Regions from separate parts of the Mus musculus genome. Here all the other regions are linked to region 3. A link is a contact called in public Hi-C data. All regions are on one chromosome and are shown on one strand. The core of a region is the stretch at or near the end of the contact, and the rest is flanking DNA. Distances in the headings are between cores, read along the strand shown. Region 1 holds the start of Ipcef1 (interaction protein for cytohesin exchange factors 1). Region 2 overlaps Ipcef1 (interaction protein for cytohesin exchange factors 1). Region 3 overlaps Cnksr3 (Cnksr family member 3). Region 4 has its middle 48 kb from the start of Cnksr3.

Evidence for each region. Hi-C and Micro-C count contacts between places; a contact is called where the count stands out from the background.
Region 1: a contact with region 3 is called in a Hi-C map of cerebellum, with 1.8 times the contacts expected there. The contact joins the promoter of Ipcef1 here to the enhancer-like site in region 3. A contact is called at or near these places in 5 of 484 Hi-C or Micro-C datasets (brain, cerebellum, cerebral cortex and 1 more), 1 of 115 datasets of contacts at active chromatin or transcription factors (CD8 T cells) and 2 of 9 other capture datasets (adipose tissue and pancreatic islet).
Region 2: a contact with region 3 is called in a Hi-C map of regulatory T cells, with 1.9 times the contacts expected there. The contact joins two enhancer-like sites. A contact is called at or near these places in 1 of 39 promoter capture datasets (the C10 cell line), 2 of 15 datasets of contacts at CTCF or cohesin (the NIH/3T3 cell line and large pre-B cells), 79 of 484 Hi-C or Micro-C datasets (B cells, the C2C12 cell line, ECoMG myeloid progenitors and 36 more) and 7 of 115 datasets of contacts at active chromatin or transcription factors (astrocytes, embryonic stem cells and large pre-B cells).
Region 4: a contact with region 3 is called in a Hi-C map of embryonic fibroblasts, with 1.5 times the contacts expected there. The contact joins two enhancer-like sites. A contact is called at or near these places in 4 of 484 Hi-C or Micro-C datasets (cerebellum, embryonic fibroblasts and tail fibroblasts) and 1 of 9 other capture datasets (adipose tissue).

What each region holds. Positions count from the first base shown.
Region 1 is chr10:6,977,689-6,984,790 of GRCm38.p6, reverse strand. Ipcef1 (interaction protein for cytohesin exchange factors 1) reads left to right here and starts at 4,326. Exons shown (of 9, transcript NM_001170800.1): 1 at 4,326-4,544; 2 at 5,108-5,277. The coding sequence starts at 5,119. It also overlaps a transcript of Oprm1 not described here.
Region 2 is chr10:6,881,011-6,887,506 of GRCm38.p6, reverse strand. Ipcef1 (interaction protein for cytohesin exchange factors 1) reads left to right here. Exons shown (of 9, transcript NM_001170800.1): 9 at 1-1,142. It also overlaps a transcript of Oprm1 not described here. Among named protein-coding and RNA genes, the nearest start is that of Oprm1, 96 kb to the right of the region's middle. Within about 2 kb of position 1,451, at least 5 of the 459 cell types and tissues checked have an H3K27ac peak or open chromatin away from gene starts, as enhancers often do. A contact at or near this core is called in regulatory T cells, where this site is marked.
Region 3 is chr10:7,115,728-7,121,990 of GRCm38.p6, reverse strand. Cnksr3 (Cnksr family member 3) reads left to right here. Exons shown (of 13, transcript NM_172546.2): 13 at 1,405-2,929. The coding sequence ends at 1,703. Among named protein-coding and RNA genes, the nearest start is that of Cnksr3, 93 kb to the left of the region's middle. Within about 2 kb of position 3,395, at least 140 of the 459 cell types and tissues checked have an H3K27ac peak or open chromatin away from gene starts, as enhancers often do. A contact at or near this core is called in CD8 T cells, adipose tissue, cerebellum and 3 more, where this site is marked.
Region 4 is chr10:7,256,967-7,263,697 of GRCm38.p6, reverse strand. No RefSeq gene overlaps it. Among named protein-coding and RNA genes, the nearest start is that of Cnksr3, 48 kb to the right of the region's middle. Within about 2 kb of position 3,042, at least 40 of the 459 cell types and tissues checked have an H3K27ac peak or open chromatin away from gene starts, as enhancers often do. A contact at or near this core is called in cerebellum, embryonic fibroblasts and tail fibroblasts, where this site is marked.

The DNA of each region.
Region 1 (7,102 bases), core at 3,077-5,576, 140 kb after region 3:
GTTATTGTTTAACTCTCCCAACAAGATACTAAATTGTATGTGGGGATGAAAATATGCTCAGGGCAGAGTAAGATGGAGTGACCAAGGAAGCAGACGAGGGCGGAGCTTGGGAAGACAGAAGTATTTATATTCTATTTTCTTAAAAATCTCAAAAATAAGAAAGGGTGAATGAAATGACATTCAATAATTCAGCAGATGGTGTAGCTGGAGTATCCTATACTGTCCTGTTAATTTGTGTTAAGTATACATCACTCGCTTAGCACAGTGAGTTTAAACAGAAGGCTTGGCTTGAGCGGAAAGCACGTGGCTTTATCTGTCCTCTGACCTTGAATCTGCCTGGTAAGATCACGGCTCCTCTTCCCTGTCTAAGTTAAGCAAGGTTTTAAGTGTATTGTCACAGGTAGATTTTTACGAATCAAATGCCTTACAATTCTCTTTAAAAAGTTGAGTTTAGCTTTCCAACAATACAGAGATATACTTGTGGAAATGTCAAGTATTTGTGGAGAACCCCACATTTAGAGATTTTGTTATTTAGTTGGTAAATAAGTAATGGTACTTTTCACTGCCAGGAATGTGAGAAACCAGTACCACAGATAAGGACCATGATGCAAGCCAGTGTTCCTGCAAATGAAGAACTGTTTGTCCACTTTAGCAACTAGCTTTAATTGCCAGCTTAGTATAATCTAGAATCATCTGGGAGGAGAATCTCAATCAGGGATTATCTACTTTGGTCTGTCCTGGGGCATTTGTGAGGAATTGCCTTAAGTTAATTGACAGGGACTGACCCAGCCCACTGTGGGCAGCACCATTCCCTAGGCAGGGAGTCCTGGATTGTGTAAGAGTGAGATGAGAACAAGGAAGCGAGTGGGCATATAAGCATTTATTTCTTTCTACTCTTGAATGTGGCTGTGATGTGATCAGTGGCTTCAGGTTTCCACACTTGTGACTTCCTCAATAGTAATGGCTTAAAGCTGGAATTATAAGTTAAAATAAACCCGTCTCCCTACAGTTTGCTTTTTGTCATGGTGTTTCACAGAAATGAAACTAGAATGTCAACACATTACTGTGTAATTCTTGCTAAAGACTAGGATCATTGAACATGTATGAGTAATTGCATGTGTGTGGGGGGAGGTCAAAGGTCAACCTCAGGTATTACTCTGAGAAACCATACATACATTTTGTTATTTGAGTCTCTCATTGTCCCGAAGCTCTGGCTAGCTAACAAGTTCCAGCAATCTGCATGTTTCTGCCTCCCTAATACTGGCATTACAATCATATCACCACATCTGGATTTTAAGCATGGTTTCTAGGCATCTACCTGAGGCCCTCAAGCCTTTCAGCAAGCACTTTACTGACTGTGCCATCTCCTCAGCCCTCAAATGAGACACTTGTTCCAAGGCCAAAAGAAAAGTCTACTTTTCTTCAATTAAAAACTATGCATATATTTTCCTAGAGAATTGACCCCCAAGTTTTAGATCTATTTTAGAGAAAACTTATTTATTTATTAGAATAAGATGTCAGTTTTCTCTATGTCATTCAAACAGGAAGAAAATAGGTTGGGAGAAATAGCTCATTAAACTTTAAATATCTGTGAAGGTTGAAATGGTCTCATAAATTGCTCAATCGCCTGTCAGTGTTTTCAACCTACCCAGTGAGAAAGCCACATGAAGGTCTTGAAACTGACTAGTTCATGGGTTCCACTTCCTGTTGTGAGGAGGAAAATGTGTCTTAAGACTCTGTAAAGCTCTCAAAGGTTGTTTTCATTACTTCTTGTAGAACAGTTGGGGGTTTCATAGTCACATCTATCAAGTGAAACTGAAACCCTCACTAGTTTGTTATTTCAGTTAGCAGCTTTGCCGTGAGGAAGGGCTGTCAGGGCAGGGTTGGATGGCAAGGAGCTTGCTGGAAGTGATGGAACACTGCTCAGGGGACTGTTGACCTGATGTGGATGTCCAACTCTCAACCCAGACTCAGTGCAAGAATCTAGCTGTAGACCTGGGACTGATAATAGGAGACATGAAGACGCACAGTTTTGACTTGGATTTCTCTGGAAACCACCTTAGGCTTGATGGTGGAGCTGAAGAGCCAGCAGTGTCCCTGGGAGCCATCACACAATGGAGACTCAGGTCCCTGTTCCATGCACCAGGAGCCAAAGAATACAAAACCTCTTCTGTTCTTTCCTTCCAGACTTCAAAGCTGTTCCCCAGGCATTGTGTCCTACTTGGGGGTTCTTTTTAAAAGCTGCTGTTGCTGTTTGAAACAATGTAGTTTCATCTTGTTTACCTGGGCTTCCAGCCTTCTAGGAATCAACTTGGCCATCTCTGCTTTTTCCCACAACCCTGGTTCTTAGTTACTTTGCTTGCCTTTTAGGATCCCAGAGTCCCCAAGTCTTACCTACAAGGAAGTTCATTTATTACCTGTGTCATCAGCCCCAGCACTCAATTTGGACAATATTGTGTGACCAGTAGGTACTAATTGGGTTTCTTGATCTCAGGATAGTGGTGTAAAAATAAAAAAAAAATAAATAAAAAATAAAAAATTAGCCCAGAGACTAAGGAATAGTAGAGAATCGTAGACCAAGAAGTTGGTAGTGTGGGAAATATTCGGGGAAGGAAAGATAGATGGAGCTCCTTAACAGGACAGTGTGTTTAGACTTGATTAGCAGGCCATGACTGACACATGTTGAATCTGTTTAAAAATTGCCCTCAAAGAGATCAATCAATGATCCAAGGGAAGAAAGGATGTTTCTAAAACAAAACAAAACAAAGCCAACTCAGGGTTTCCCTGGTCTTGTATCCATGAAGAAAAACAATTTAACCTCAACTCCAACCTCCCTGCTGAGGGAAATGGGAGTCATCCTTACTCTAAGATGATGGGTTTTGCTTATTAAGTGTTTGCTTATCTTTGTACACTCCATGATGCATTGATATGTGGTTATTTACAGGAACAGGATTTTTAGTTATCAGAATATTTTCACAAATAAATCTTGGCAGATATGCTTGAGACTTATGGGATTAGAAATCATACATACATACACACATACATACATACATACATGCTTACATACATAATACACACTTACATACATGCATACATACATACACACATACATACTTACATACATACATACATACACACACATACAAACTTACATAAATACATACACACTTAAATACATGCATACATACATACTTACATACATACAAACTTACATACATACATACACACTTACATACATGCATACATACATACACACATACGTACTTACATACATATACACACATACAAACTTACATACATATATACACACATGCATACATACTTACATACATACATACATATTTATGGGCTTAGAGTGACTTTTCCTTGGGTAATATTGAGTGAATTTTCCTTGTTAAATCTTGGCCTGTTGCTTTAAAAAAATTCCTATTTTCAGTATAGGTTCTATTCCCTTGTAAACATATGGCAGAGCCACAGCTGCCATCCATCAGTAGTTAGATATGTGGACTTCTAGCCAGATGCAGCCAGAGAACCATACATTTCATGAAGTTACCTACCAACTTTTAGAACATTTTAATTGAATGCTTAAAAATTAAAAAAAAATCTCTGCTTGTTAACATAAATGAAATCTATTTAAACCTGAAGGATTTTAGCATAGATGCCGTGGAAGAAAAATGAAGTTTTCTAAAGCTAAAATTCTGTCTAATGTTTGTATACATACATGTACACAGACAGACAGACAGACACAGCAGGAGAGGCATTTGCAAGCATATTTTTTCCTTTGGGATTCCCAGTGTTTTTTGGAATCTGATTTCATATGACTTGATGAAAATGTGCTGTGAGAAATGTGTGTATTTTGTATAAATCCTCATGTCTGATTTGAATATTTGAATATTTATCTTCTATAAGACATGTGAGAAATATTCAGAGATAAAGATAGAATGAGATATGTATATTAGGCTGCAAATAAGAAATTCTCAATCGAGGGGCTTTAGAGTCTCTGAAGAGTCCAAGAAGAGATAAATAATTTTTCCTGCATATTAGCAAGACCACGAAGTTAGTGTGATGTGAGCATTTAATAGCTTGAGATGGAAACAATTATTCTCCAGTTTTACTTAAAATAGTTGATATGATTTAGAAACTAAGGGGAGAAAGAAAAGATAATTGTTTCTTGAAATGTATTTCATGATGTTTTCAAACTTCAACAAAGCCTGTGCCATGCTAACCTAAGCAGTAGCAAGAGCTGCTTGTGGGAGGAAACAGGAAGCGGTGCATACATGCCTGTTACTCTTTTTCCCAGGTTCGGCTCAATGTATATCGATTCTAATTAGCACATTTTGTGCCTCAGCTGGTAGCTTCCCTTGAGCTCTGCTTGGAGAGGCTTTTTTTCTTTTTTAGAATCCACCCCGCTCATAAACACTGCCACCCCCTCCCTCCCTCTCTCTTTACAAATGTTACAACACAATCAGAAATTTTCTCTTTTCTTTCCTTCCTGCATTTCCAGCAGGTTCCCTTGCGTCAGAAGCCCAGGAAGAAAACTCAAGGTAATTCGATTCCTTTTGTTCCTTTATTCCTTTCTTGTCCGTTAGTGTGATTTTTTTTCTCTCTCTCTCTCCTGGATGCCTCCTTGGGGTGGGTTGGGGTGGGGGGATCAGATTCTTGACTGTCTGAATCTTAATATCAGGAGATGGGTGCCAGATTAATTTTTTTTTTTTTTTTTTTTGAGAAGCTGGCACTGAGTCCGGGAAGTCACCGTGTTCCTAGGTGGGCTTTAACCCTTCCGTTCCTATTGCATAACTGCCTCTGTTATTGTGGGAAGAACCGGCGTGTCTACCACAATGTGGCTTCCAGCCCCTGAGTCTAACGTTTTCAACTTACTCTCTTTAACTCAGGTTCTTAGACCCATACTTGCATATAAGTGTCTTTGCCCGGGTTTTCTAGGCACGGAATGGAGGTTTAAAAATAGAACAGATACATGATTTTTAAAAAAATATTCACTTTGCATGAATGAAAACGTCTAATCCTCGCCGTGCAAAAAGCTAAACCTTGCCTTTTATTTTGTCACCTGAGTCCGGGTCACACTCACCTGTCCATGCAACTCTTGCAGGGTTTTTCAACATGAGTCGGAGAAGGATATCCTGTAAAGATCTGGGCCACGCTGACTGCCAGGGTTGGCTGTACAAGAAAAAGGAAAAGGGAACTTTTCTAAGCAACAAATGGAAAAAGTTCTGGGTGGTGCTGAAGGGCTCATCGCTGTATTGGTATAGCAATCAAATGGTGAGTGACCTCCTCCTGCCCTAGCCCCTTTACCAAAGCGTGGCTTCCAGAGTGCTGGCCGGAGGATGCCCATGCGGAAGGGATTCTCTGCGAGTTGGAACAGAGCAAGCTAGCAGATTTGTTAGGGGACTCATTTCTGCCCCAGGAACCATGTAGGTTAATGAGCTGTGCTGTTCGGGAGAAGCCATCTGGCTTCATTATTCTGATTGGAGAGGAAGAAAAGGGGCCCTAAATATATCCTTGCTTAAGGAAAGAGCCCTCGGGTTCCCCTGATTTTATTATTTTGTGAGATCCTAATAGTTTCAGGATCTGTCTGGATATCATTTGTGTGTGTGTGTGTGTGTGTGTGTGTGTGTGTGTGTGTGTGTGTGTGTGTGTGTGTGGTGGTGGTGGGGGAGGTTGCATTGCTAAGGTCTATTAAAAAGGGACTCAGCTTTGCCCTCTATTGAGGATATTAATCCATCAGTTCAGGGAGTGATCTCCATCCTTTATCCACTACCTTCTCTTCTCCTGAGATGGGTTGGTTTGGGATGGCTAACCTGTATGCCAGCCTTGTGGAGGGACTGGTGACATTGTTCCATGGTGACATTGGTGTCCAAGCATTGTAGAGGGCAACATTCACTGAGATAGTTGCTGAATTTATCCTTTGATGGGCACACGCTACTGGGGTGAGCTTCATGGTTTGGCTGTAGAAAAAGAGCTGGAAATGAAGTTATTGTATTGTCCTTTGCCTCTAGAGACATTCTGAGAGGAATGTTAGTGTTGTGGAAGAGCTTTGCTGGTGGATCTGTCACTGACTCTGGTGAATGGGAATCCATTGCAGATCTTGAGAGAACTGGGGTCCCTTTGTTGTAGAAGAAATACCCATAGAGACGCTCTGTTAAACCATTTAAGGGACCAGTGCTAAATGAAGCCAACCCAGGACTGGGTAGATTTCCAAACAAATACAACTTCCTTCTTAAGTGAAATTAAGGTTAACATAAATATTTTATGTTTTCTATTATTTTATTTTTAATTTTTGAATTATTTATTTATTTATTTATTTATTTATTATTGATTGATTGTATGTGTGTGTGTGTGTGTGTGTGTGTGTGTGTGTGTGTTTGGGTATATGTGTGTCATCACTCATGTGTGGAAGTCACAGGACAACTTACAATAAGGAATTGTTTCTATAGCATAGGTCCCTGGGATTTAACTCAAGTGGTCTACCTTGGCCACAAGCATTTTTATCTACTGAGTCATCTCTCCAGCTTCTATTTCCTATTATTCTAAGCTATGGCATTTTGGGTAGTTATCATGGAGTGACTGTCACCTAGATGCTCCTTAAGACAAGCTGATCTCAGTTACCCTATACATAGCACTGGGGGATTTCTTGAGTCTGTGGGATAGTTGGGTATTGGAACTGCTGCATCTATGGGACATAACAGGGCTCAGAGATAAACAGGCCATTTAGCATATCTCTCCCATCTTTCCGCCAGATGGCACCATCCCTGTCTTAGTAGAATGTGAAAACGTCCTCTCTGGACCCACACAATTACCACTTGGCTCATTTGGCTTCTTCAGCTTCTGTTTCTCTTAGGAGAGTAGAGCAGGTTACTTTTAGGTTTCAGACATCCCTAATCTTAGACATCAGGAATCTCACTCTTCTGTATGGAGCAGCCATGTTGGCTTAGACTAGGGAGGGGGAAGAAGATGGAGTCTTAGATGCCTGTGGGTTCCCCATCCCTGTGTGTTTTCATTAGATGCAGAAAGTAAGCTTTGGGATACTGGTCATGTACTTTAGTGTCATTAAATTAGTAGCATTAGCCTGAGAATCAGCTTGCTG
Region 2 (6,496 bases), core at 202-2,701, 230 kb after region 3:
CAGAGGACCCTCACTAGTTGAGAAGTTGCTAACACACATATGTCGCACGTTTTTCTGTTGTTTGCAAGATGTCTGTCATTTATAAGAGTTCTTAGCTTTCCCTATCGCTTTAATCTGAGGTTAAATTCAGAGTCCCAGAAAGATGCTGGAGCGAACAGTTGCAGGATTCCAACAGGCCAAGAAAGAGGTCAGGTTTGGAGTCATATTTTCAGTGTGAACCCATGCCTTATATTTGCATAGCTCTTTGAAGTTTGCTAACTGTATGTTCCAAACCCCCTTCCCTGCGTCCTACCACCCCATAGGCTAATCGGGATGATTGTGAACTATGGGTGTAATGAAATGCCTGGCTCAAAGCCCCAAGTGGTACAGCCGGAATCTGAGTTTGAATTTCAGGTCTGTCAGCCCCTCTGCAGAGGAGGAATGCTTGTCTCCGCTTAGCCTGCTGGGGGATCAAATGGTCTGACTTGGCCCCTGTGTCTATTACTCTGGGTTCTGCACACCTGGCTCCTGCGGCTTCTGCTGAACCCCCAGAGGCACTGCTGTGAGCAGTGTCTCCCGAAAGGTCCCGCTGCCTTGCCACTGGGTTTTCTGAGAACTGGAGCTTGGCCTGATTGTTGTTTCTTTTAGTCCGTTCTATAAAACACACTATGTTAGCACTGTGAGGACTTTAAAGCTAAAGGATACAAGTCTTTTAAAGAGCTGGAAAATGCTCATTTTTCTAATTTTTCCTTTTGAGATGCGAACTGTCCTGTCAGGTATCAGAGACTTAGGGATTAGAAATGAGCCACGGATTTGTGATGAGGCTCATTCCCTCAGGGAGGGTTCAGACCACATAGTCACACAGAGGGAACAAAGGAAAAGAAAAATAGTTTTCAGTCTTTTGAGGAGAGGTACTCTGCCGATGTAAGCCATATTTAACTTTACGGACACAGGCTGCTTGTAAAAAGAGAAAGACAATATTTTGGAACAGCGATACAAATGATCTAGGTACAAAGAGTGACTGTTCAAATGTCACATTATATTGAAGCGGTACTCAGCCCAAATGCAGGTTTAGAATGTAGTTCTGCTTCCCACTAACAGAATAGGATACACAAAGAAGATTTCCAATCTCTTTTCCATCAAACATTTCTGTATACTTACCCACAAAAGAAATTCAATCCAAGATGTAGGTTACTGCCAGCTTAAGGTTTTGTCATCCATAATAGTAAATTCCCCTCAAATTAGATTTTCTAATCTCTGTGAAATGGATGGGTCAAAGGGATGTTCCATTCACAGGAAAAAAACCTTCTCAATCACACCATATCACATGGAGCACAGGAAATCAGACCCTGCATTTAAAAAGAAACTTCTCCATTTCCTTCGTTGTAAAGAAACTTAGTTGCTCTGTATTGATGTCTCTTTAGCTTTAGTCCAAAGGGAAGCATGCCCCATGGAGACATTTAACACCCTGTAATAGAAACCATGGTTTAAGTCACACATGTTCTGCTGTTGCATGATGGGGATGGGGTTCAACAATGTATGGTATGGGGCAAGATGTTACTGTGGGGTTGATACCTTATCTGTCATTGTGCTTTTGGTTATTGTCATCTCTCTGTTTTGAGGAAACTGAAAACCGAGGCATGCCTCATTTCCCCTGTTCCCTGTTCCCCAGGATGACTTGTAAGATAAAGATGAAATGCAAACTGTCTAGTAAAATGGTATGGAAAAAAAATACACTACTTGTGTTCATTTTCTGCCTTCCATTATTTCTTCCTCCTTGAAGACTAAAATAAACAACCCCAAACCAGACAAACCACCACCCACAAAACAGTATGAAAACACTAACCTGTAGCTGAGTTTTTGATCTTCAACAAGGATTATTTCGCCCTCTGGTGGTCAAAATGAAGATAACAGATTTCAGAATTGTGATTTTTAAAAGATAACTTTATACTGGGACTTATTTCTACACTAACCTTTGTGGTCTTTCTCAATGTCTCTCATTTTACAGACTTACTGTAAAATAACATGATTATTTTAAAATGTGTCAAAGGTCTGCAAAATTTGACTTGTCTATTTCATTAACATTATTGGTTACCTACATTGTTTAGAGAATTATTTTTTTTGAAATGCAGATTAAGAGTTAGAACCAAGCTGGACAGTGGTGGCACACACCTTTATTCCCAGCACTTGGGAGACAGAGACAGGTGGATTTCTGAGAGGCCAGTCTGGTCTACAGAGTAAGTTCCAGGACAGCCAGGGTTACACAGAGAAACCCTGTCTCAAAAACCAAACCAAAACAAAACAAAAAAAGAAAAAAAGAGTTAGAACCTGCCACGGACTGGCCCCAGTCAGTCTCTCTCAATCCATGGGAAATTAGGGTTCCAGATAGATGGGCATGGAGTTGGTGATAAAAAAGGTGATAAACGGACATAGACACAAGGGAGTGCTGTATCTGGATGTATTTTCTCAAGTGAGCACCAGTCTTATAATACAGACGAATGTTAAAGAACATAAAGAATCTGCATTGGTTAGTAACAATGTGGATGATAGTATCCTAGAATAGTGGCAAAGGCCAGAAGGCCACACTTAACAATCTAAGCAAGAGCCAGAATTAGTGTAATGGCAACTAGTTTGGAAACAGTGGCCAGGGTCAAGGCTATCACCAATTGTAGTCTTGATCAAGAAATTGCCAGTATAATAAGGTATGCCGAGATAAGGAACTCTAGTCATCAGGCTGATGATATAAAGAATAAGATTAGATACATGACTTCAGAGAATGAGAGCTAAGTATTTAGGTTCAGGGGGTGGGGCAAGTCAGGATCTATCACTCAAAAGTAAAGGGACAGTGACTGTGCCTTGCTTTTCTGCCAGCAAGAAGCATGCATTGTGCTTGGTGAGGCCTGTAGAAGCTTTCAAGGCAGCAGATCTATATGGAAGAGTTTTCTGACTTCCTTACATGATGTGAAAGTATTCTACTTTTGGACAAGAATGAGTTGTGTGGCAGGAGCAAGCTGTGCATGTGTCACATCTTACACTAGGAGAGATGTACACAGTACAGAAGGCCACAGCATGGATTCACTGGAAATCAATCTTAATACAAGATCCATAGTACAGATTCCAAAGGCTCTGAGTGAGGCCACAACATCAAGAAAGAGTGGGTAAAAAATGCTTCTGGCATGCCATTTAACCCCGGCAGAGTGTCCAGTCAGGGGCACAGGTAACTTTGTAGCCAGAACTAACTCTCAAGATGTAGGTACTACTAGACAGCCATTTGAGGTAGCTCAGAAGCACTCCATTATAAAGTGGAAATGATACATTCAATATTGGTTTAAATACCTGTCTTAGTTAGGGTTTCTATTGCTGTGATGAACCACCACGACCATAAGAAGCAAGTTGGGGAAGAAAGAGTTTATTCTGCTTACAGTTCCATATCACTACTTATCATTGAAGGAAGTCAGGACAGGAACTCAAAGAAGGCAGGAACCTGGAGGCAAGGGCTGTTGCAGAGGTCATGGGAGGGTGCTTCTTACTGGCGTGCTCCCCATAGCATGCATGTCCTGCTTTCTTAAAGAACTTGTGACACTAGCCCGGGGTGGCACCACCCACAATGGACTGGGCCCTTCACCACTGATTGCTAATTGAGAAAATGCCTTATAACTGGATGTCATGGAGGCATCTCCTCACCTGAGGCTCCTTATCCCTGATGATTCTAGCTTGTGTCAACTTGACATCAATCCAGCCAGTGTAGTACCTAAGGGGGCGCAAGGAAACTGAAAAGGTGACCCCAACATCTCTGTCAATTTCCACTCCAGCACACTCACCTCTAAGTCGGCCCACATGCATCTCATGGGGCCATTTCTCATTGTTTGGCAGAGGACAAAAATGCTTAAGCTTAATTTGTTAATGGTTGGTTCACTATATGATGGATGAGTATTGTCTTATAGCCTTACCTATGGGTGACTTTGTAAGTCAGTGGTAGAAGAAAAGCTCCCAGCCTGGGGAAGGCATGCCTTATGTACCACAACTGACCATCCATTCTGTGTGGAGAAAGCATGGCCCAAGGGACATGGAGTTCTACAGGGAGACACCTGAGGATGAAGCTCTGGCAGCATAGCCATATATAAGGACCTAATCCCTGTGTTTACATTTTACTATCCATAAGATGGTGTGCATTTCTGGAGAAGCACTGAGCACTCAAGGGCTCAGAAGGAGACGACTGCCTTGGGGATTGTGCATTATGATCATGAACAGAGAGAAGCCTCGGCAGCAGAGGTAGAGGCTACCATGCATGTCCCCAAGAATGTACATGCTAGCTGAGGCTGAAAACTACTACAGCTGCAAAGCCTTGTCTGCATGTAACAAAAGAACAAAAGCACGTGAGTTCCAACAAGGTATATTATTTATCTTGGCAGTGTTTTAGCCTGGTTATAAGTGACATGTAGGACATGTAGAAACTCACCTGTGGATGAGTTCTTCCTTCTTACTGTGCCTAAGTCAGTACAACTGTTCAAAGGCTTACATTGTGACTGGTCCACACATGGTAGTCCATACAATATGCTTAGGATAAGCACCCACGGGATGGTAAGGAAATGAAACATACAGTGTGTATCTGCCTATGGGAACCAGGCACATTCCATACTGTAGGCTTAGTGTTTTAAAAAATCTAAAAAGGGTTATCAAACACTTTGACTGCTACATCCACTCCAGTAGTGACCTGCCTGACAGGCCGAAAAGCCTGGATGCGGTCCTGAGGTGGAAAGTTCACGGAAACTTAGTCTCCTGGAACCATGGCATCCTGTATAACGAATGATCCAATGTTCTTGCTTTAGTCGGTAAACAGATCTGTGTGCTTTCCCTTAATATTGCTTTATTATAAGTGCCTCTAAGGATTGATTTTGACATATAGCTAAGTTACATTCCTCACCAGTCCTAGGCAGTCCTTGAGCTGACCATGGGCTTTGAATTCAGTAAGAATGTTGCCTATTCAGTGACATTCAGATTTGCCTCTAGTATTGTAAGAGAGATAGTGAAAGAAATCAGGCATTACTATTTACTACATAGAGTTAGAAATCTCAGGGCAAGTTACTCCCCATATGCAAGAATTTACCATTATCTAGGAAGAAGGAAGGTTTTGGTCTAAGGAGGAACCAGAGTAGATACTTGGAACTATAGATAGCTGAGTTACACCCATACACAGGAATTTACAATGGCCTAGGGGGAAGGTAGACTACACAATAGACTAGAATGGGAACTATGTCAAGGGCACAAAGCCCTTGCCCCTGACTTCTAAGATTAAGCTGACCTTAGGTGGGGCTGCTTTCGATCCCAGTTGTTAACATTGAATTTTATCCCAGTTGGGTGCTGTTAGCTTTTTGTACACATTCCTCTGTTTTGTGTAAATGTCACTTATAAGATGTATGCTCACTTTGAGAAAAGTCACATTCAGATCCACACTCCCTTTTGTCTTGTCTGTTTGTCATCTCCTTCTCGCCAACTCCTTGCCCATCTGTAACAGGAACCCGAGTTTCGCCAGTGGATCGAGGACACAAGTTAGGTTCTTCTGTGGCATTTGACCCTCCCTTCTAGCCCACTGTCCAAAGATAGGGGAGAAAAGATGGTGAATAGAACAAGGGGATGTGGATCTGTTTAGAAGTAGTCCTTTGGGGGCAATTCTAATCTCCATTCTCAGGATACCAGCAGTCCAGTTCAGTGGTGTCAGGATACCAAACACGAATGCCTGGACACCAGGAGAAGTTCTCTGCTGTGCCTCTCTCAGTAAAGTGAAGGTCAATGAAGATGAAGATGAGTGACCAACAAAGCCTTGATAGGCGAGCTATGTGACAACCCTAGCACTGACTGCTGAGTCCTATTTCTACTCCCTCCAAATATTATGTTTTCCCACCAGTCTTGCCTCAGCAAAATATCATGCTGAGTCTGCCTCAACGAAACAGCATGTGAGTCTGCATCACATGACACAACCAGAAACTTCCACTTCACCATACTACTGTGAGGTTGTTGGCCTGAAAGAACCTTTCAAAGCTGTCTGTAAGGTGTAATAAAAGGACCCTTCAGTGGACAATCTTTAACGCTGACGGAGCTCCCTCCTTCAAACTTTAGATTTTATTTTTATTTTTAAGTTGGCTTTTGTCTCCCCTCTCTCTCTCTCTCTCTCTCTCTCTCTCTCTCTCTCTCTCTCTCTCTCTCTCTGTGTGTGTGTGTGTGTATGCATATGTGTACAAATGGTGTGGGTGTACATGGGAATGTTGGTGCATGTCCACAAATGTATGTGATGAGAGTTCAGCCTTAAATATCTGTCTTCAGATTCTATACCTTTTATTGTTTGAAAATGTCTTTCATGGGCCATAACTCATTGATTTTGCTAGGATTCCTGGCCAGTGAGTCCAAGGGCCTACCTCTTTCTGCCTTCCCAGCTATGGAAGCAGAGTGTACACTGTCACACCTACTTGTTTCATTAATCTTGAGTGTTGGGAATTGGACTGAGGTCCTTATGTTTGCC
Region 3 (6,263 bases), core at 2,146-4,645:
TTAGCCTCATGGCCTTTCCTTTAAAAAACAAAACAAAAAAAACCTGTGGGTAAACCATCATGACCCTTTAATTCATGTGTGCTATGAGCCATATGGATAACAGTGAGTTCCCCTGCAGCTGGAGAAGTATCTTGCTCTGATTGGACCCCAGTTGCAGCCACTTCTGAGTACTAGGAAACTGTTATCCTAGGCAAGCTAACTTAAAATTGTACATGTATGTGTACATGTGCAGATGTGTGTTTCTCTATATGTGTGTGTGTGTGTGTGCAAGTGTGTTCATGTTTGTGGTATCTGTCTGTGGTGTGCACAAGTGTGTATATATGTATGTATGTGTCTGATGTGTGCATGTGTGTGGTGTCTGTGTGTGGTGTGTGAGAGTGCATGCATGCTTGTGTGTGTTTGTGTTTTTTGTTTGTGGTGTGTGAGAGTGTGTGTGCTTGTGTGTGTGATGTTTGTGTGTGAGTGTGTGCTGTATGCATGCTTGTGCATTTGTGTGTGTTGTATGAGTGTGTGTGTGTGTGTGTGTGTGTGTGTGTGTGTAAATACATAGGTGCCAGAATGGTTGTTGAGACTAGAGGGCAACTTCGAGGAGTTGGTTTTTTAATTCCACCACGTGGGTTTCAGGAATTGAACTTGATAGTAAGTGTCCACACACACTGAACCATTTCACAAGCTTATATTTTCTTTTAAAGGACAGTTCTTAAAATGGGTTTTCAGCTTGATACCCCAAAGCCTTTGATGGGGAGGTCAGTGTACCTTGAGAACATCTCAAGGTACTTCATCACCCCAGGGAACAGTGTGTGGCTTCATTTTGTGGATTGTCTAATAACCAGGGAGGCTCTGTCTGTAGCTACAAACAGATGCTCATCTTTTTCAAGTCTTTGTTTTGCCTTATCCCTTGCTATGGGCTACTTAGGTTACACGTTGGTGAAGAATTTGTCTATGTTCTTCCTGTGTCCTGAGGATTAACTCAAAAGGGCGAGCATAACTAACCCAGAAGAGAAAGAAGAGTTAAGACAGTACAGCACTCAAGTTGTGGGGCGGCCCTTGCTCGATGCTTCGATGCTTCGAGCCATGTTTACAGTAAGAGCGAGTGGGTATGGCCTGCAGAGGACCACCCATTGTGAGAAGTGTCTTCTAGTCAGGCCTCACTTCCCAAAGGCTCTCAGCACAGTGCAGCCACTGAGGATACACAGTCAGTACATAAGTTGGCAGTGGAGACGTGTTGGCATTTCTCATCGAACCATCATAACGCTGATGGCAAACCCCTGTGGTTCTCTTTGGAGGGCCAAGCCCTTCATAGGTCTTTGCAGGGCAGAGAGCTGGGTATGCATGTGTTTGGTGGCAGTGTGGTGTTAGATCTGGGGGTTCTTGTCCTGATAGTTTGTCTTTGCTTGAAAACAGGGGAAGATGCCCTCTGCCGGTACTTCAGCAATGAGCGGATCACACCCATCACTGAAGAAAGTGCCTCTCCTATGTACCGGTTCTCTAGACCCCTGACTGAGCGGCACCTGGTCCGAGGTGCGGACTACATCCGAGGGAGCAGGTGCTACATCAACTCCGACCTACACAGCAGTGCCACCATTCCATTCCAGGAGGAAGGTTCCAAGAAGAAATCAGCCTCCTCATCGGCCAAGGCGTCCTCTGGGGAGCCGTCGCTGCTGGTCAGCTGGCTGACTCGCCTCAAGCTGTTGACTCACTGAGGTGGCTGCTCCACCAGCTTCCTGCCTGTCTCCTGCTAGCAAGTGCCTTCTTCCTCAGTGGACAGCTTCTTTAGACTCCTTCCACAGTGCTCCGTGGCAACTTTACTTCATTCCATTTTTTTTAAGGTTGTATACTGTTGTTCCTGGAGTGTTCAAGTCAACCAGAGGGCATCAAATCCAGTGGATCTTAGGTGCCATCTGTGGAGGCAGAAGGAAGGACAGACATGGCACAGCCTGCCTAGTTCTGCCGTCCCACTGTGGGAACATGGAGACATGCTCTTTAAAGTGTGGTGTTGGTCAGACAACTTAATGTCAGGAATTGGCAAAATTGTTCACTTTTGTTTTCTTGGACAGCGGGGACTGAAATTGATGGGTTTTGTCGCATAGATAAAACCCATAGTCAGTTTGTGGTCCAACTTCTGCATCTGAAAAAGCCAAAGGAGAAAAGCCTTTGCTTTGATTTTTAAAGCTATAGAACATATTTATAAGTATGGCAGCGTCCGCCACAGAATGATGTGTGTGAGGCTCTTTGTAGCAGGGCTTTCTTTACCTACAGATCAGCTGTTACCCGCGCCCAGCCACCCCCCCACCCCCCTTTCAGTAACAGCCTCCATGTAGGTGAGCCAATACACAAATTCACGAGCACGCTTTGATGGAACTTAGCATATGCAAAGAAGTGTGTGCTTTTTGTGAATGGTGTTGCAGTTGTATATGGGAAAGGAGCTATAAGATTTGCTGACAGCCAAAGTGTATTGTTCAGGAAGCAGAAGCAACCAGAGTTAGAGTTATGAGGCATTGGTCAGTTTGCAGTGTTGATCTGTTTGATGTCTGTGTTCGAGGGGGGGGGGGGGAAACCTACAGTCCTTCCCAGGTGTACACATTTTTGCTAATTAGAAATATCTTGGAAAGCCTCATCGTCACTGATTTTCAACTAGGATCAGGTATTTTGAAAATGTGTGTCTGCATATTAACTCTTGTTTAAAACTGAATGTACAATATTTTGCTAGAGTGGAAAAAGCCCTATCTTGTTAATTTAAGTGTTTTAAATAGAGTTGTATATTTTTCTTACTCTTAGTCACACATAATTGAAATGTTTCTGTTTTGTGTCATATGTGAAACCCAAGGAAAAAGAGTATTCAACGTGGTTTCAGATTTACAAGTGACCCACTCCTGGCCGTTGGCAGTGTGGGCACTTATATTAAAGACGGAAATAAATTCTTCCAAGCATTTGGGATTTTATGAATTTGTGGTAGAGGAGCGAAAGAAACAAACGTAAATGACACTACAGAAAAGAAATGTTCCAAGGTATTCCTAGGCAGAGCTGAAGCCCAGCGTCCACATACTTCACCACTGGGATTGTCCAGTGACCTGCCTGAAGTGCAGTGCGCAGGATGACTGGAGTTAGTAAGGCCTCCCCTCCCCCCATCTTAAATGCCTCTGTGGCAGTGTTAAGGGGCACAGTAGCCACCTCTGCCAGTGTCATTGTTTTTACACTTACAACAACATATTCCCAGCAGTGTCTGGGGCACTTCAAGAAACTAATCTGTTGGCTGGGGGTGGGGGGTGGGAGGGCAGCCCCCACAAACAGGATTGAAGAGGCTTCTGTGGTGATTCATTCAGTATATAGCGCATGCCTGTGAGCAGAGTACAGGAAAGGGCAAGGAAGGAGCTGTGTTCCAGGAGCGTTGGCCCCTGCCAGTTTCCTGTTGACCTGGGCTCTGTGCCCAGACACGATGCTTGCTTTGACTCTCTGGTCTGGAAGATGGTTACAGTCCCATTGCTTAATGGTGTGCAGAGCTTCGGACAGCATGGTTAGTGTGATGGGCACTTTTCTCTGCAGATGTCTCTTCTAAATTGAAGGAGCGTCCTAAGAATGGATTCTCAGAACTCAGACTTAACTCTTGTCTGCAGCGCTCAACTCAAATTATTACACCAGATGGTGCCTCCCTCCCACACTCTTCCTGGAAGCTCTGGGGGAAGTCCAGGGAAAGTTCTGGCTTCCTCTACAGCCTCCACAATGTCTCTTTTCTTTGTATTTTCGTCTGAGGTTTTTACCTGAATTATGTTTAAAAACTCTATCGCTGCTAAAGGATTTTGTAAAACTCTGCTTTTGAAATATATAGCAACAGCTAATAGTAGTTCCTCAAAATGGGGAGATATCTTGGTATATAAAGAGCTTGCTGAACAAGGAAAGCGCCAGAGTTTGGATCCCTCCGATCCCTGCAGGTGTGGTAACTCTACACCTCCTGCACTCCCAGGCTGTCAAGATGAGGGATCCCAGGAGCAGGCTGGTCGGCTAGACTGGCTGGAGTCTGCAAGTTCTGGGTCAGTGAAAGATCAGCTTTCAGTATGTACGATGGAAGGGCAGCCAAGGAAGGAACTCGGTGTCTGTGCGCACAGGTCTGCACATGCATGTGTGCGCACAGGAACTTCCTGGTGACTTCCTAGTCCTGTCCAACCTGACCCTACCCCATCACCCCCCATACACACTTTTGTTGTTGTTGTTGTTGTTTGTTTTTTGAGACATGGTTTCTCTATATAGCTCTGGCTGTTCTGGAACTCATTCTGTAGACCAGGCTGGTCTTGAACTCAGAAATCCGCCTGCCTCTGCCTCCCAAGTGCTGGGATTAAAGGTGTGCGCCACCACTGCCTGGCTTCATCCCCCCCCCCCTCCCCTTTAAAGAAATGTTTTTCACTTAAACATTTTTAAATTCTATTTTATTTTGTGTTACTTTAAACATCTTAAAGATTTATATGTTTAATTATGTTCTCCTTCCCCAAGTCCTTCTAGATCTTCTACCCACTCCCTACCTACCCAACTTTAAGTTCTTTCTCAAGGAACAACAACAACAAAAATACAAAAACAAAAGCTCCAAACAAAAAAAACAAAAACACAATCATAAACCAAAAAAAGAAAATCAATAACAAATGAACCCAACCCACCACACTGTAGTCAAATAAAAGTGTCCACACACACACACCAAAACCTGTAGAGTCCACTGTATGTTTGCCAACTACTCCTGAACATGAAGCCTGTCCAAGTGTCACTCTTGGAGAAAACTGATTGTCCCTGTCCCAGCAGGTAAGAATGACAGTGGCTAGGTTTTCCATTCATTCATTCATTCATTCATTCATTCTTTTTTTTTTTTTAACAAAATATGATTTAAGTTAAAAACTATCACATCAAATTTGGACAAGGCAAAGCAGCAGAAGGAAAAGAGCCCAGAGAAGGTACAAGAATCAGAGACCCACTCACACTCAGGAATCCCATAAAAACACTAAGCTGGAAGTCATTATGTATTTGCAGAGGATCACTGCAGACCCCTCCAGGCCCTGTGGGTTTGTATGAGCTTTGCTCACATTGATTTAGACTTAGAGGATCTTGTTTTGCTTAAAGTCCTCCTTGTTTTATAACATCACGACAATCACCAAATGCAATCATGGATGATAGTAGATGCACACATAAAAGCATTTGCCAGGTAGTATGTGATAGGATGTCACAGCTGGAACATAAAGAAGTAAATCATAAATAGTTCAATATGTAACTGCTCCAGCCAGATGTTATAATCAAACAGTGGTACTAGAGATGTAGCTGAAAATTTTATATTCAGAGCAGACAGCAGGAAGAAGAGCCAGCCATTGGGCCTGGCTTAAGCATCTGAGATCTCAAAGCCCACCCCCAGTGACATACTTCCTTCAAGAAGGCCACATCTTCTAGTAGTGCCACTTCCTGTGGGCCTATGAAGCCATTTTCTTTCAAACCACCACCACCCCCAAGAGTTTGAGGGAGTAAATATCTTTAAGTTTGAATATTACCAGAAATGAAGAAACTTTTTGACTGTCATTTGCCAACCTGGAGTGCATTAGGTAGAAATGTAGGCCTAGCTTAGATAGTTCACCTGCTATGTCTGTGTTTTATGTACGTAGATAACTGCTTTATATTTTTTCCTAGTGTGTTAATAAACTGCCTAGTTCCTTTGGGGTGAGTGAACCCAAGCCATTTCCTAGATTATCTGTGAGCGACCATCTTAAAAGGAATTCATACACTTTGATACAGCCACTCTCTGGCTTGGACAATGGTTTTGATAGTCATTTGGGGAATTACTCTGTCTTAGTCAGGTTGAGCTTTGCCACAGCCAAGTATAGAATCTGAGGTCAAGTCTGAGGTGCTGACTGTCTCAGTTCTAGATTGCACACAGCCATATTGGGGTGGGTAAGGGAGAGAGAGAAGTAAGAGGAGAGAGAAGACGTGGGGAGGACAAGAGAGAAAGAGAGAAGGAGGGGAGAGAAGAAAGGTGAGGAGAGGTCAAGAGGAGAGAGGAGGGAAGAGCACACACCGACCTTTACATTCAAGGGCTTGCTCCCTTCAAAGCCAACCCCCTAATGTTCCTAATGGGGCTTAAACCTTCAGCATTGGAAGCTTGGGAGGGAATGTGGGGGCATTCTATGTGTGGTGGTTTAAATATGCTTGGCACATGGGAAGTGCTACTATTAGCAGGTGCGGCCTTGTTGGAGGAAGTGTGTCACTGAGGGTGAACAATGCACACATACTTACCAACT
Region 4 (6,731 bases), core at 1,793-4,292, 140 kb before region 3:
CCCAAAGAGTTCCACCAACTAGACCAACTATTAAAACATATGAACTAGTGGAGGCCATTTTTATTTAAGCCACCATAACATCTTATCCTGGTGAGATCTTGTTTACATCAAGCAGTAGTCATGAGAGGAAGTAACAGGGAGGAGGCACAGGGTGACTGAATTGGGGTAGGACGTGTTAGTGTGCAGAGAACTGTTATTTATATGTTGCATACTAATTTCAACATATCCTCTGCTCCCCTCTGCATCACTTTGGCTGCAGGTTATCCCAGTAGAGCAGTAGCCTACTGTAGGACTGCAGGTTGTCCCAGTAGCCCTGCACCCTCCATGGTGATCCTCCCTTATCATCTGTATCCTGGGCACAACTCAGTCACTAAGCATCTGAATGCAAACAGCTTCCACTCAGCTGCTGCCCAGAGGCAGAGCATATTTCATTATAGCTTCTCCTAGTTGGTATTCTCAAAGGACCAATTGCAATAATCAAATAATTTGACCACTGTTGAAGGCATCAGGGTTTAGAACCCAAAAAAACATGTGAGAATTAAATATCACTCTTGATAGACTACCATAGTAACTTACAATGCAAATGGCTTCTGTGTCCCTGTAACATTTAAGATCAGTACTGAAGAAGCTAGTATGGTCTACGTAGCCTGTTCCTGGCCAGCCAATGCTACATAAAGAAGACCCTGTCTTAACAAACAAACCAACCAACAAACAAGTATCAGTTCTCAAGTTTGTCAAAATTTTCATTGCTATGACAGATAGGAAGACATGGGGTTAAAAAAAAAAGGAAGACATGGGGTTTTTGATGTTGTTGTTGTTTAGAGATTTGTTCATTTATTATATATAAGTACACTGTAGCTGTCTTCAGATACACCAGAAGAGGGCATCAGATCTCATTACAGATGGTTGTGAGCCACCACGTGGTTGCTGGGATTTGAACTCAGGACCTCCGGGAAAGCATTCAGTCCTCTTAACCACTGAGCCATCTCTCCAGCCCCAAAACATAGTTTAAAGGAGGAAAGACTTATCTTGGCCCATGGTGTCTGAGGTTTGAGCTCATTGTGACAGAAGAGCATGTGGAGCAGAGCAGCTCACATATGGGAGCCAGGAAGCAGAGCAAGAGGTGTAGAGCATGTCTGTGGCAGTTGTCTTCTTCCTGCTTTAGGTCTATCAAGTCCTCAGCTTATTGGATACTGTTACCCACATTGAATGTGGCTCTTCCCACCCTAGCTGCTGTCCCACATGCCAGTAGTCTCAGCAAACACCTTCCCAGGACTCATTCAGAGGAATCCTTAACTAATGTCCCAGGCACCTCCCAAGCTAATTAAATTGACAGTCGAGATTAATGATCACAAGTGCCTAGTTTGAAATCAGAGAGCAATGTCTCCTAGACCCTAGCATCTCTGCACTCCATGTTTTGTTTGCTGTGCCTATCACCAGCTGGGACAAACTTTGCTCACATGACTCATGGGAATCACTCAGTTCCCTGGCATCGCTTTGTGAGTGCCCAGCATGGGTAGTGTGAGGCAACTCAAAACTGGATGGATAAAATGATTCTGAGGTGTGTTTTCTGTGTATGGACTCCATTGCGATGTGGCTGAATTTTCACGAAAGGGCTGCAAGTGTGTTTGGTGGACTCTGATGGAATTGCATAGGAGGAACACATGTATTCTCTCTCTCTCTCTCTCTCTCTCTCTCTCTCTCTCTCTCTCTCTCTCTCTCTCTCTCATCTCCACCTCCCTTTCATCTTTTTTCTCTCTTATTTGTGTGTGTGTGTGTGTGTGTGTGTGTGTGTGAGAGAGAGAGAGAGAGAGAGAGAGAGAGAGAGAGAGAGAGAGAGAGAGAGAATATTGATAGATATCTCATTTGGAAACTAGGAATCAAGAGAGTTCTTCTAGGGGCTCAGGAGATAGCTTAGTCTTGTTAAATTAGCAGGAGGACCTGTGTTCAACCCACAGAACCCGTGTGAAAGCCTAGATACATGATGTAATTATAATCCTGGCACTGGGGAAGGAGAGACAAGCAGATCTCCAGGGCTCCCTGGTCAGCCACAATAGACTAATCTTTCAGTCTCATATTTGAGTGAAAGACCCTGTATTTAAAAACCAGGTTGGGGGCTGGAGAGATGGCTCAGTGGTTAAGAGCACCGACTGCTCTTCTGGAGCTGAGTTCAATTTCCAGCGACCACATGGTGACTCACAACCATGTGTAATGGGCATCTGATGCCCTTTTCTGGTGTGTCTGAAGACAGTGACAGTGTACCCACATATATGAAATAAATATGGCTAGAGTGAGCAGGGCTGAAACAAAACAAAACAAAACAAAACAAAACAAAACAAAACAAAACAAAACAAAACAAAACCAGGTAGGTAGCTCATGAAGAATGATACCTGAAGTTGACCTCCTCCACACATATGTATGGAAACATGAATACTCATGTGAATATTCATATGTGTACATATAAAAGAGACATATGTATGCACAGTGAGTTTTCCTAGTAGATATTATCCAAGTATCCATCTTGCAGCACAGTTGTTGGAGAATTTCCTTTATTCAGGCAGGCCTCAGTATTACTGCTTCTCTCCTGGTTTATTTCTTTAGTTGAAAAAACCACATGCATGGATATATCCCTTTTGTGAATCAGAAGAGACTGGTGCAATTAGACCCATTTAAGAACTGACAAGACTGAAGGCCTGAGATCTTGGGACTAGATTAAATTCGTGTACAGCTAATGTGCTGGAGGCAGGTCACTTGAGGTCACCTCAGTGAGATTTCCGCCAAACAGGAGGCCATCTGGTCTGTTAATTGAGGGCTTTAGGGTTTCTTCTCTTGTTTTTGTGTCTTGGGGGTTGGGGGGGGGGTAAGAGGGGTAAGAGGTTTTGACCCACGGAGTAAGTCAGCTGGCCACAGGGAAACAAACAATTACACCTTCTCAGGGCGTTAAGAGACAAATGAGAGTGAGCCACCACAAGGAACAGTACGGACTGTCATTTCCAACTTCATTTGGCCCTTAAGCTGCAACATAGTTTTTAAAATGATGTCATCTCCTTGTGACAGTAAAGCTGACCAGGCAGCGATACATTTGGATGACTCCGGATGTTGTTACAGTGTCTCATTTCCCCTCGTGGTAGCCACAAAGTTACTGAAACAAAAGCATCCTTGCAGATTTCGGGTACCTGGTTGGAATTTTCCTGGATGCCCAGCACTTTCTGGCAGCAATCTGACTGATTCAGAAATGTGAATAAAATAGGTGCTTTGGTTTAGACATGCCTCCAAATTGCAAGATAATTTCCCTTTAACCTCGACAGCTGGCAAGGACAGAAAGCTCTGAAAATATCATTCCATTAAGCTTGTTTGCAAAAAGCCTCACCACAAAAATGCTACTTGGACAGCTGTTTCAGACACACAGCTAAAAATGAAGTTACTTAGGCCCCTTCATTTTATACTTTCCTTATGTGTGTGTGGTAGGTGTGTGTGTGTGTGTGTGTGTGTGTGTGTGTGTGTGTGTGTGTGTGTGCAGTGTGTGTGCATGTGCGGGTGTGGAGGCAAAGGTCAGAGGTTGACCAAGGTGTCTTTTATGATTGTCCATCTTATTCATGAGTCTTTCTTAATTCAACCAAGGGTTTGCCATTTCTGTTAGACTGACCAGTGAGCTCTAAGGTTATTCTTTGAGTGTGTGTACAATGTTCCACCTCTGGGCTTGTGGGAAGATAGCTTGGTATGTAAAGTGCTTGCTGTTCAATATGAGGACTTCAGTTCAGAGGCTCCCCTACCCCACCCCACCCCCACCCCCAACAAACTTTATATACCAAGCTCTCTCCCCATCCCTTCATCTCATGTTTTTTTTAAAAAACTGATGGATTGTATGAGACAGCTTATCTGATGGGATTTTTTTGTTTGAGAACATACTTCCAAATCTAAATGTTTGTCTTGAATCACATTGTTGAAGTATAGAAACGATTGATTGTGCTTTCCTGGGAGTTAGGATGAATTTCACAGGGCTTTTGAATCCTTTCATTCACTTTCAGTAATCTTGTCATCCATGTTTGAGCTTTGTATATACAGCTCTGAGTCCTAGAAATGGTTAAGATTTTTAACCTCATACGTAGCTTTAAAAATACAACTTTACGCTGGCAGTGGTGGTGCATGCCTTTTATCCCAGCACTTGGGGAACAGAGGCAGGTAGATCCCTGGGAGTTTGAGGCCAGCCTGGCCTACAGAATGAGTTCCAGGGCAGTCAAGGAAAGCTATGCAAAGAAAGCCTGTCTCCAAAACTACCTAAATAAATAGATAGATAGATAGATAGATAGATAGATCTTTATTGCAGTGTAATTTCTATAACATTTAATTCAACTATGTAAATATGCCGTTCAGTGACTTAGAATATTGTCATAACTTGAATATATTTGAAATAATGTCCTCTAATTTGCTTTCTGAATATACCTTATACAACCTCTCTGATTTGCTATGTGTTCTAAACATGATAAGAATATAGAAAGAGCAGAAGAGAAAGATGAGTGTGAAAACCTGTCTCTTCTCCAGGAAATAAATACTGATCGTTGTAGGGAGCATTGCTAGTTTCGTCTATAAGGATTTCTTGGATATCTGTCTGTTCTCTCGGATACTTTGGATATATCGGTAGGCTGAGGGTTGGACTGGGCTGCCCTGGGGGGTTTTTGCTAGGGTTGAAGAATTTGGAAGCGTTGCATATTTTTATAACCAAAGCATTGACTTGTGTCCTGTGCCTGTTCAGATGGGTCTGGTCCATGCCTCAGCTCTGAGTTCTCCTTAACTCAACTGACTTTCCTCCCTCCCCCTCCCCCTCTAGTAATGCTGAGTTCATATTTTCCATAGCTGTTTGCTGTTCTTTGGGATTACACATTAATCCGTCCTGAATAACCACCTCGAAGCAACTTACCTCTCTTAACAGTGCTCAGGCATCTAAGGAATTTTACAGGGCTGATGGTATCGCTGGCCTTGACTTATGCCGGCAGCACACACTATTAACACACTTAAGCTTAATGCATCAGAAATGTCATAGTTAGAAAATGAAATCATATCTCCAAGCATATCTTAGCCCTGGTACAAGGCTGTGATTTTCATAATGAGTGGAAAGAGTCATCTCCCCCGGGGCTAGGGCATGGCAAGCTTGCGTATGAATGGCATCATCTGAACTTTGCTGGGTATTTGACCCACCTTGGGTCTTTTGCCATGATGGGGAAAAGGTAAAGGGGTCAATTGAATAATATTATGAAAATTATAAAAAAAAAAAACAATCCAAACTATAGCTATGGAATTGGAATAGAATAATCTGCCTGGGAACAGGTACAGACATGATCAGAAGTTGTTGCTATGCTAGGCCAGCACATCAATGCAAGGATGCCAGGATGGTGTTACAAGTATATGTGGAACAGCACAGTTAAAATGTGGGGCTTTCATGGACCACAGACACTGATAGTCTCCCTGCTTCCCACATCATTTATACTCTAAGTGAGAGGCTGGGCCATGGGAAGAAACGGGAAAGTGAAAGAGAATCTTGGATCCAATCTTGACTGTCTGTTAACTTGACTTTGGAAATGCAATGGAACCACTGGAGAAGCTATAAAACACTCGTCGACTTGTAACTTTTAAAAATTAATGTAGAGTACTCTCTTCCTAGACATAGCAGGGTCTTCCAGAACAACTGTTCTTGGGGCCAGAGAGGTCAGGAGCCGAAGAATCCCCTCTCCATGACTGAATTTCAGAGTTTCCCAGGCAAGCTCCTCATGTCTTAGGGTTTCCCTTCATGCTCTTAGGTCTTGGCAGCTACCACTTTGAGTTAATGAGATGCTATTTGGAGTCTAGCTAGACGGTTGCTTGACACTTTAGTCTGCTTGGGCTCTGATATAAACATGGTGGTTAAACAGATCCTTGCTTCTCACTGTTTTGGAGACTGGAGTTGAGAAGGCAGTTTTGGATCAGAGTGCTGGGACATGCAACATCCTGGTTCATAGGTCACTGCCTTCTGTCTGTCCTTGCATGACCTTTTAGTGTGTGCATATGGAAAGAAAGAAGAGGGAGTTTTCTATCTTACTCTAACTTCTTTTCCTCCCTCTCTCTTTCCCTCCCTCCACCTTCCTTCCTCCCTCCCTCCCTCCCTCCCTCCCTTCCTTCCTTCCTTCCTTCCTTCCTCCCTTCCTTCCTTCCTTCTTTCTTTTTTTTCATTATGTTTGACATTAGAACCTTAATATATAAATTGTTTTTCTTTGGGGGTGGGGTATAATCACATCATAAATTCTAACAAATACAAAATACTCAGTAAAAAGAAAGGACTGTTAGCCAGGGAGTGATGTTGTACACCTTTAATCCCAGCTCTCTGGAGGCAGAGGCAGGAAGATCTCTGAATTCAAGGCCAGTCTGGTCTACAGGGGAGTTCCAGGACAACCAGGGTTACACAGAGAAATCCTATCTCTACCTTGAAAAAGAAAAAAAAAGTAAGGTTTATTGTTGTCTGTAAAAGATTTGTTAATATGATCTCTATGTTATTTTCTTAACTTAGGAAAACCTAGACAGTAGTATTGGCAGTATCTCTGCTCCCTTCTACTGTCTTTCCTACATCAAAGTATGCTGTGAAAAAGCCTTCATGAATTAGCTCAACCTTTTATCTAACTTTCAATTCAACAACATGCCCCTTTTCCATGTAATTGGTATCTATTCACTTGTCATTCTGTTTCTGTGACAAACACCATGAC